Regions from separate parts of the Mus musculus genome. Here region 1 is linked to region 2. The links are chromatin contacts, called in public Hi-C maps. All regions are on one chromosome and are shown on one strand. Each heading gives the region's core, a stretch centred on a gene start, on an enhancer-like site or on the middle of the called end of the contact. The rest is flanking DNA. Distances are from core to core; before and after follow the strand shown.

The links. Hi-C and Micro-C count contacts between places; a contact is called where the count stands out from the background.
Region 1: a contact with region 2 is called in a Hi-C map of pancreatic cancer cells, with 3 times the contacts expected there. The contact joins two enhancer-like sites. A contact is called at or near these places in 4 of 15 datasets of contacts at CTCF or cohesin (embryonic stem cells, hippocampal excitatory neurons and large pre-B cells), 95 of 484 Hi-C or Micro-C datasets (the Ba/F3 cell line, the C10 cell line, the C2C12 cell line and 41 more), 14 of 115 datasets of contacts at active chromatin or transcription factors (astrocytes, a colorectal cancer cell line, embryonic fibroblasts and 8 more) and 3 of 9 other capture datasets (adipose tissue, embryonic stem cells and liver).

Annotation. Positions count from the first base shown.
Region 1 is chr3:36,448,088-36,450,894 of GRCm38.p6, forward strand. It overlaps Anxa5 (annexin A5), which reads right to left. Exons shown (of 13, transcript NM_009673.2): 11 at 2,551-2,609; 12 at 2,225-2,347; 13 at 836-1,319. The coding sequence ends at 1,257. Among named protein-coding and RNA genes, the nearest start is that of Mir7009, 26 kb to the right of the region's middle. Within about 2 kb of position 1,489, at least 126 of the 459 cell types and tissues checked have an H3K27ac peak or open chromatin away from gene starts, as enhancers often do. A contact at or near this core is called in the C2C12 cell line, the HL-1 cell line, a colorectal cancer cell line and 1 more, where this site is marked.
Region 2 is chr3:36,187,315-36,190,596 of GRCm38.p6, forward strand. It overlaps Qrfpr (pyroglutamylated RFamide peptide receptor), which reads right to left. Exons shown (of 6, transcript NM_198192.2): 2 at 2,138-2,296; 3 at 842-903. Among named protein-coding and RNA genes, the nearest start is that of Qrfpr, 33 kb to the right of the region's middle. Within about 2 kb of position 2,002, at least 25 of the 459 cell types and tissues checked have an H3K27ac peak or open chromatin away from gene starts, as enhancers often do. A contact at or near this core is called in the C2C12 cell line, the HL-1 cell line, a colorectal cancer cell line and 1 more, where this site is marked.

The DNA.
Region 1 (2,807 bases), core at 239-2,738, 260 kb after region 2:
GTCTGTGAAAAGATCGCTGTCATTATTTAATAAGGATATTAACATTTTACTTAGGAAAAAAAGTAGCCGTGAGTATATAGCATATGTACAAATGTCAAGGTAACTCCACTTCAAGGCACCCAAAGGTGGGAAACAGGAAGGCAAGGCTGAAGAAATGGCTTCCTAAAGAGTACTGTCTGTGTTATCTGTGATGAGACAGACGTGTGGTGCCTGAGCACAGGTAACCAGCCTCGTGGCAGAACATGGATTAGAATAAATGGGTTATCTTAGGTTATGAGCCATTAGGTTATTTCTGGGACTATGGGACTGGAGGAAGAAACTTCTACAATTATCTCAAGGAGGAGGAGGAGAAGGTAAAGAGCAGAGTTACAAGCAAACTCGAACACACTGAAATTTTAGGTTGTGCAAAATTTACTCTTTCTGCTGCTAGTAGAAGCTCCATAGTATTGTCCTAGCTGGTGAGGAAATAAATCTCTTCTCTTCACCTCCCCTCCTCCCACCAGGGGACCCTCCCCTCCCCAGCTTTCATCCCACCAGGAAACTGTTTTACACACACACACACACACACACACACACACACAGAGGAACACATGCACCTCCACCCCACCCCACCCCCTTCCTCCATCCACACCCTACCCCCACCTCCCATCCCCCACCCCCCATTCTCTCTCCATCCTTTACCTCACCGCATTAGGAAGTTCAGTCTGCGATACTGCATGTTTTAGTACCCCAAGACCAACTATAGTTTTAGCTTTAACTAATACTACTGTCAAGTGCCTGCTTTCAAAGGGATATCATTGTTAAATAAGCTTTCTAAACACAAACCTACACAGGATTTGGAGGGAAGGGAATGTTTTTATTTGTCGCCAATGTTTTGGATACTACCATCATAATTTTGCAGGTCTGCTAGAGCAGTAAGCTTGATTGACAGCATTTCCAAGAGTTCACAATTTCACCGCTAAGGTTCCAATCAAGATAATAGGGTTATTAACTTAATATAAATGAAGCTTTAAAAAAGGATATAAAAAGCAATTCATAGACAATATTAATAACTCAGACATTGGACTGAGAGATATGGGAAGGTCACTACCTACTGTAGACAGAACATCAGAAGGGCGGGACACTGCTTTCATCTAAGACACCTTTGGTCATTAGCATACTAGTGTAAGGCAGCGCGGCAGGCACAGAATGCAAGCAAGTGTGGTGCTGAGGAAAGCTGATGGTGGGCAGCAGGCACAGGGCGCTCCAGGCGGCTCTCAGTCATCCTCGCCCCCGCAGAGCAGCAGCAGGGCCTTCTTATAGTCTCCAGATGTGTCGCCCTGGAACCCAAACACACTCTGTCAACTCCATGACTCACAAAAGCCACAGGAAATAAAAAGATGAGGAAATGGCTGAGGGTGACTATCGTTCCTGTGACTTTTCTCCCCACTGGGCAACTTCTCTGCATGACTCTCACAACAGGAATGTTACACAGGGAAATTCCTACCAATACCGCTCAGTTTAACTTTCTAATTTTACCCCTCGAGGGCTGTTCTCTTAATGGAGTGGACTGTGTTCTTCCATGGAGAAGCAGAGAAGCCGTTCCAAGTATGTTAAATCATCATGCCTTCAAACAGACGCCCAGTTTCTCTCGGGTAACAAAGGCATGCAGGGCCTCTCAGGGGCTGTGGCTTTGCCTCGGACATGGGCATAGGGCATGCCTTCCTTGGGCTCCCCTCATGCCGCTTATGTGTGAAATGCTAGTGTCTTAAGTGCACAGACTCGCTGGCAACCCTCAACCCAAGCTCCACACACCACACACATTAAATCCAACGCTTTTGCTCAACTGAAACCTCTCTCTACACGTGGTCCACAAGGAAAGATGTCAAGAGACTTCCTTTCAGCCACACTTCAAGGTCACAGGGGTCTCTTGCTGCAGCTATGACCTGACACCAGGGGCACAGTGACCACAGACAAGGAAGAAAGAAACACTGACGAGAGGGAGGAGCTAACAAAGGCAGCTGATACTGATGGATACACAAGCACACATTCTAAAAACGGACAAAGCCTTGGGTCGGTTGAGCCTTGGCCGGGGCTGTAACCCAGCTCCCCCTTTATCCTTCTTTAGAACCCCTCTAATCCTATGACTAATATTTTAACTTAGCACGGGAACTGGATTCTTCCATCCATTTCCTTCATGCTGCCCGATCTGGCTCTGTGTTTCTAATGTAAACCAAAGTTCTACCTTGATCATAGAATACAGGGAGGTGGCGAAGTTCTTCCTAAACTCCTTCCTTATGTTAAACAGGTCAATCTCACTCCTCGACACCACGACTCTGATGAGGGTGTGATCGTCCGTCCCAGCACCCTTTAAAGGAGAAAAGAGTGCAGGTGTTAAAAGTCTTCACATACAGCACCAAATGCCCCTGGTTTGAGGTAAATCATTGAAGTCTGGTAACGTAGAAGAAACAGGCTACACATCGGAAAGAGACATGCATCCCCAGGCTGTCACATGAAGCATAGTCAGAGCTAGAGAAGGCTGCATTTATTAGATGCAGGGTGTCTACTCACCTTCATGGCATAGTAGAGGGTCTCTGCAAGGTAGGCAGGTATGCTCCGAATAGACTTCACTAAGAAAACACATAGTACAACTGTCAAAAGCTATTCGGACATGAAGAATGATGTAATCAAAATGCAAACACTGTCTCCTGTTCTTAGCTCTGCTTCTAAGTGTAAAAGTGAGGTGCCCTGCAGAGGGGCATCTGCAAGCTGCTGGGGTTCCCTCCGCAGCTGTCTTCTGACTCTCTAGCTTGGCTCTCTTCAGAGGA
Region 2 (3,282 bases), core at 752-3,251:
AAACAAAGAACTCTCAAGGATAGAGCAGCCAGCAGGAGTTGGCAGACAGAAATTCAATTCAATAGCATATTTAGAGGTTTCATGTCTCATAACATCCTATCAGTGTGTGTGTGTGTGTGTGTGTGTGTGTGTGTGTGTGTGTGTATGTGTGTGTGTGTGTGTGTGTGTGTGTGTGTATGTATGTATGTATGTATGTATGTATGTATGTATTATGTATATTTATATCATACAGGTTTTGCTTATATATTATGGCTTCTGCTTTTGTGTTTTTATGAGATTCCCGAATGTGTGAACAAGTGGGTTTTTGCATCTGCATCTGTTTCCTGTGCCTTTTCTTTCTGTTTTGTCCTACTTTGAATTGTTGGGTTTTGTTCTATCTTCTTATATTTTATTATTATTATTCCTTAGATGCCTGCTTATTTCTAATGAGGCAGAAAGGGGTGGATCTGAGAGGAGAGGAGGGAGAAAAAAACTGTAATCATTATATATTCCATGAAAAAAATCTATTTTTAATCAAAGAAAAAATACAGAGTGGTCAGTGGATTCTTAATTATATCAAAACATTAGAGCAGTTGTGAAATAGCATGTTCTACTTATAGGAAAATAGATAAAGTAAACTTGGATTAATTTTCAAAATGTTAAGCACCAAGGTCTTAGCAAAATAATATCTAGAAGAATTAGATGAAATGGGAAAAGCAATTTTATCTCATTTGAAAGATTTCCAGTGAAGGAAGTGAGGTCACATAGACTTGTTGAAGTGCTCTTGAGACGGGTGATCATTACAGTTGAGGGGTATGGAGAAGTATCTCGGTAGTATAAAAAGCCACGCAACCCTGAATACCTCGAGGCGTTGTACGTGCCACATGGGTGATCCTACGATGATGGCTGCCAACCAGACCACACCTGTAAAAATGCAATAATCATCAGAATGCGGTACAGTGGAGACATGCTTCACCTACCACTGAAGTGGTTCTCCATCTTCAGTGTTCCTTATGATACAATACCAGATAAAATTTTATAACAGAAGTGCTGTTTATGTTATTTCACATGGCATATTAGTTAAATTTGATACCTTTGATGATCCTATGAGCTGTACACTATACATTGGATTTTTAGAAATTCAGACCATTGTGAAGCATCTTAAGATTCTGAGGACTCAATGATAATTACTAAAAAAAAAAAAAAAAGATGATTAATCTATTACCATGCTAGATGTTAGGGTCGTGCTTCAAATTTACCATTTTGTTTTGAGATATGTTGTATTCATCATGTCTTACGAGTAGGGGACAGTGATGGCAAGCTAAGCATCTAGAACTGCCTGAAGAGAGTGGAGTGTGCTCTCAGGCACGTGCAAGCTCTATGCGAATGATTGGGAGCCCACCTCAGCACAACACTCTTGCTCTCGGCTTCCCTCAAAGCACAGTTGCTGCTCTGTATCAGGATTTTCTTGCTCTTGTACACTCAGAGCCTTCTCATCTCAGGGTCAGATGAATGTTAGTGTGGAAATGCCATAGGTAGGTACCACTCACTAGCTAAATGTTGAAGACGTAAACTGTGGAATACATTACCCACAATAATATATTTAAGTGTTAGGGTAGAACCAAAGGAGATGTGATATAGGGTAAATACAGAGAGGACCAAACTCAAGTTATACAGGAATGCTTACACATAAAGGCCAAACTATACTTCAGCTGTACAAATATGATATTGCCCTATACTGAAGAATGCCATTAATACTGCAGGAGGGCACACTGAGAAGCCTCACCTAGTGTTACAATTAGAGTATTAAATGCCTTCACAGTCTTGAACAATAGTCTCTGGGCTTTGTCCACTGATGAATTTGTAGATGAATGGACTACTAGGAAATGGAGCACGATTGGGAGAAGTAGGTTACTGGCATAGGACTTTCCCCAGATAGCTTCTGTCTGTGTACATGCGTGTGACCTGCAATGAGGCAAGCCACTGCTCTACCAATGGTCATGTCACAGTGTTCTGCTTTCTTGCCCAAAGGCCCGGAAGTAACAGCCAAGTGGCCACAGACTGCAATCTCTGAAGTCATATGCAAACACTAATCCTTGTCCTTCCAAATTGTCAGTACCAGATATTTTTGTCGAGTGACAAATAGTGACTCACGTACCCAAGATTGTGAAAGCCCTTCGGGTAGTGTACTGCCACTTCATTTTAAAAGGATGGATGAGTCCTTGGTGCCTCTCAACAGCGATGCAAGTCATGGTGAGGATTTCCGTCACAACAGCAGTGGACTGGACGAAGGGCACCATCTTGCAGATGAAGGCACCTGGGGTGAGGGAGCAAACTACATCATACAAAAGCTACATTGTAAAAGTCTTACCTGAATCTTTGTAAGAGTTACAAATCATTAACTGTGAGCTGCTGCTCAGAAGCTTTCTGATGATAACCATGCCATAGATGCAAACTAGTGAACGAACTCTAGTCTCTCCAACTAGTTTTATGCTCTCAGGGGCATTGAACATAAGATAATGGGAGATACAAATCGGTACCAGGGAGGGTAAGACAGTGTATGTGTAAAGTGGCACACATCCCTAGTTCTAGTGCATAGGAGACTGGGGCAGGACTGTCTAGAGAATCTGAAACCAGTGTGGGACACATAGCAAAACCATGACTCAAAAGCCATTAACAGAAAAGGCTGTGAGACTAATATTTTCTGAAGAGCAAAGTTGGAATGAAGTGGTCAACTGGAAAATAATCTACAAAATAACCTTTGATCTTTCTTTTCATTTGGCTTTATGTGAAGTCATAACAAAGGAGTAATTCTCATCAAAATTCAGGTTATTAATCTTTCCCCCCTCTGTGCAAGTCTCTCTCTCTCTCTCTCTCTCTCTCTCTCTCTCTCTCTCTCTCTCTGTGTGTGTGTGTGTGTGTCTGTGTGTGTGTGTATGATGCACAAGCATGCGTGTTTCCATGTGTGGATATGGATGCACATGGGTCATGGAGTCCATGCAGAGGTCAGAGGACAGCTTTGGGTGCTGGCTCCTGAAGTCCACCTTGAGGTAGGGTCTCTTCATTGCTCACCACTGTTTATGTTATTCTGCTTGGCACACAGGCTCCTGGGATTCTTCTCTCCGTATCTCCCATTTTCCCATAAGAGTATCAGGCTATTGTCACTGAATTCTGGCTTATGGGTTTTGGGGATTCAAACCAAGGTCTCACACTTGTGCAGCAAGTTCTGTACCCACTGAGCCCTCTCACCAGTCCAATACACAGGTTTCTTCTTTCATATTTATTTTTCTTAGTTATCTATCC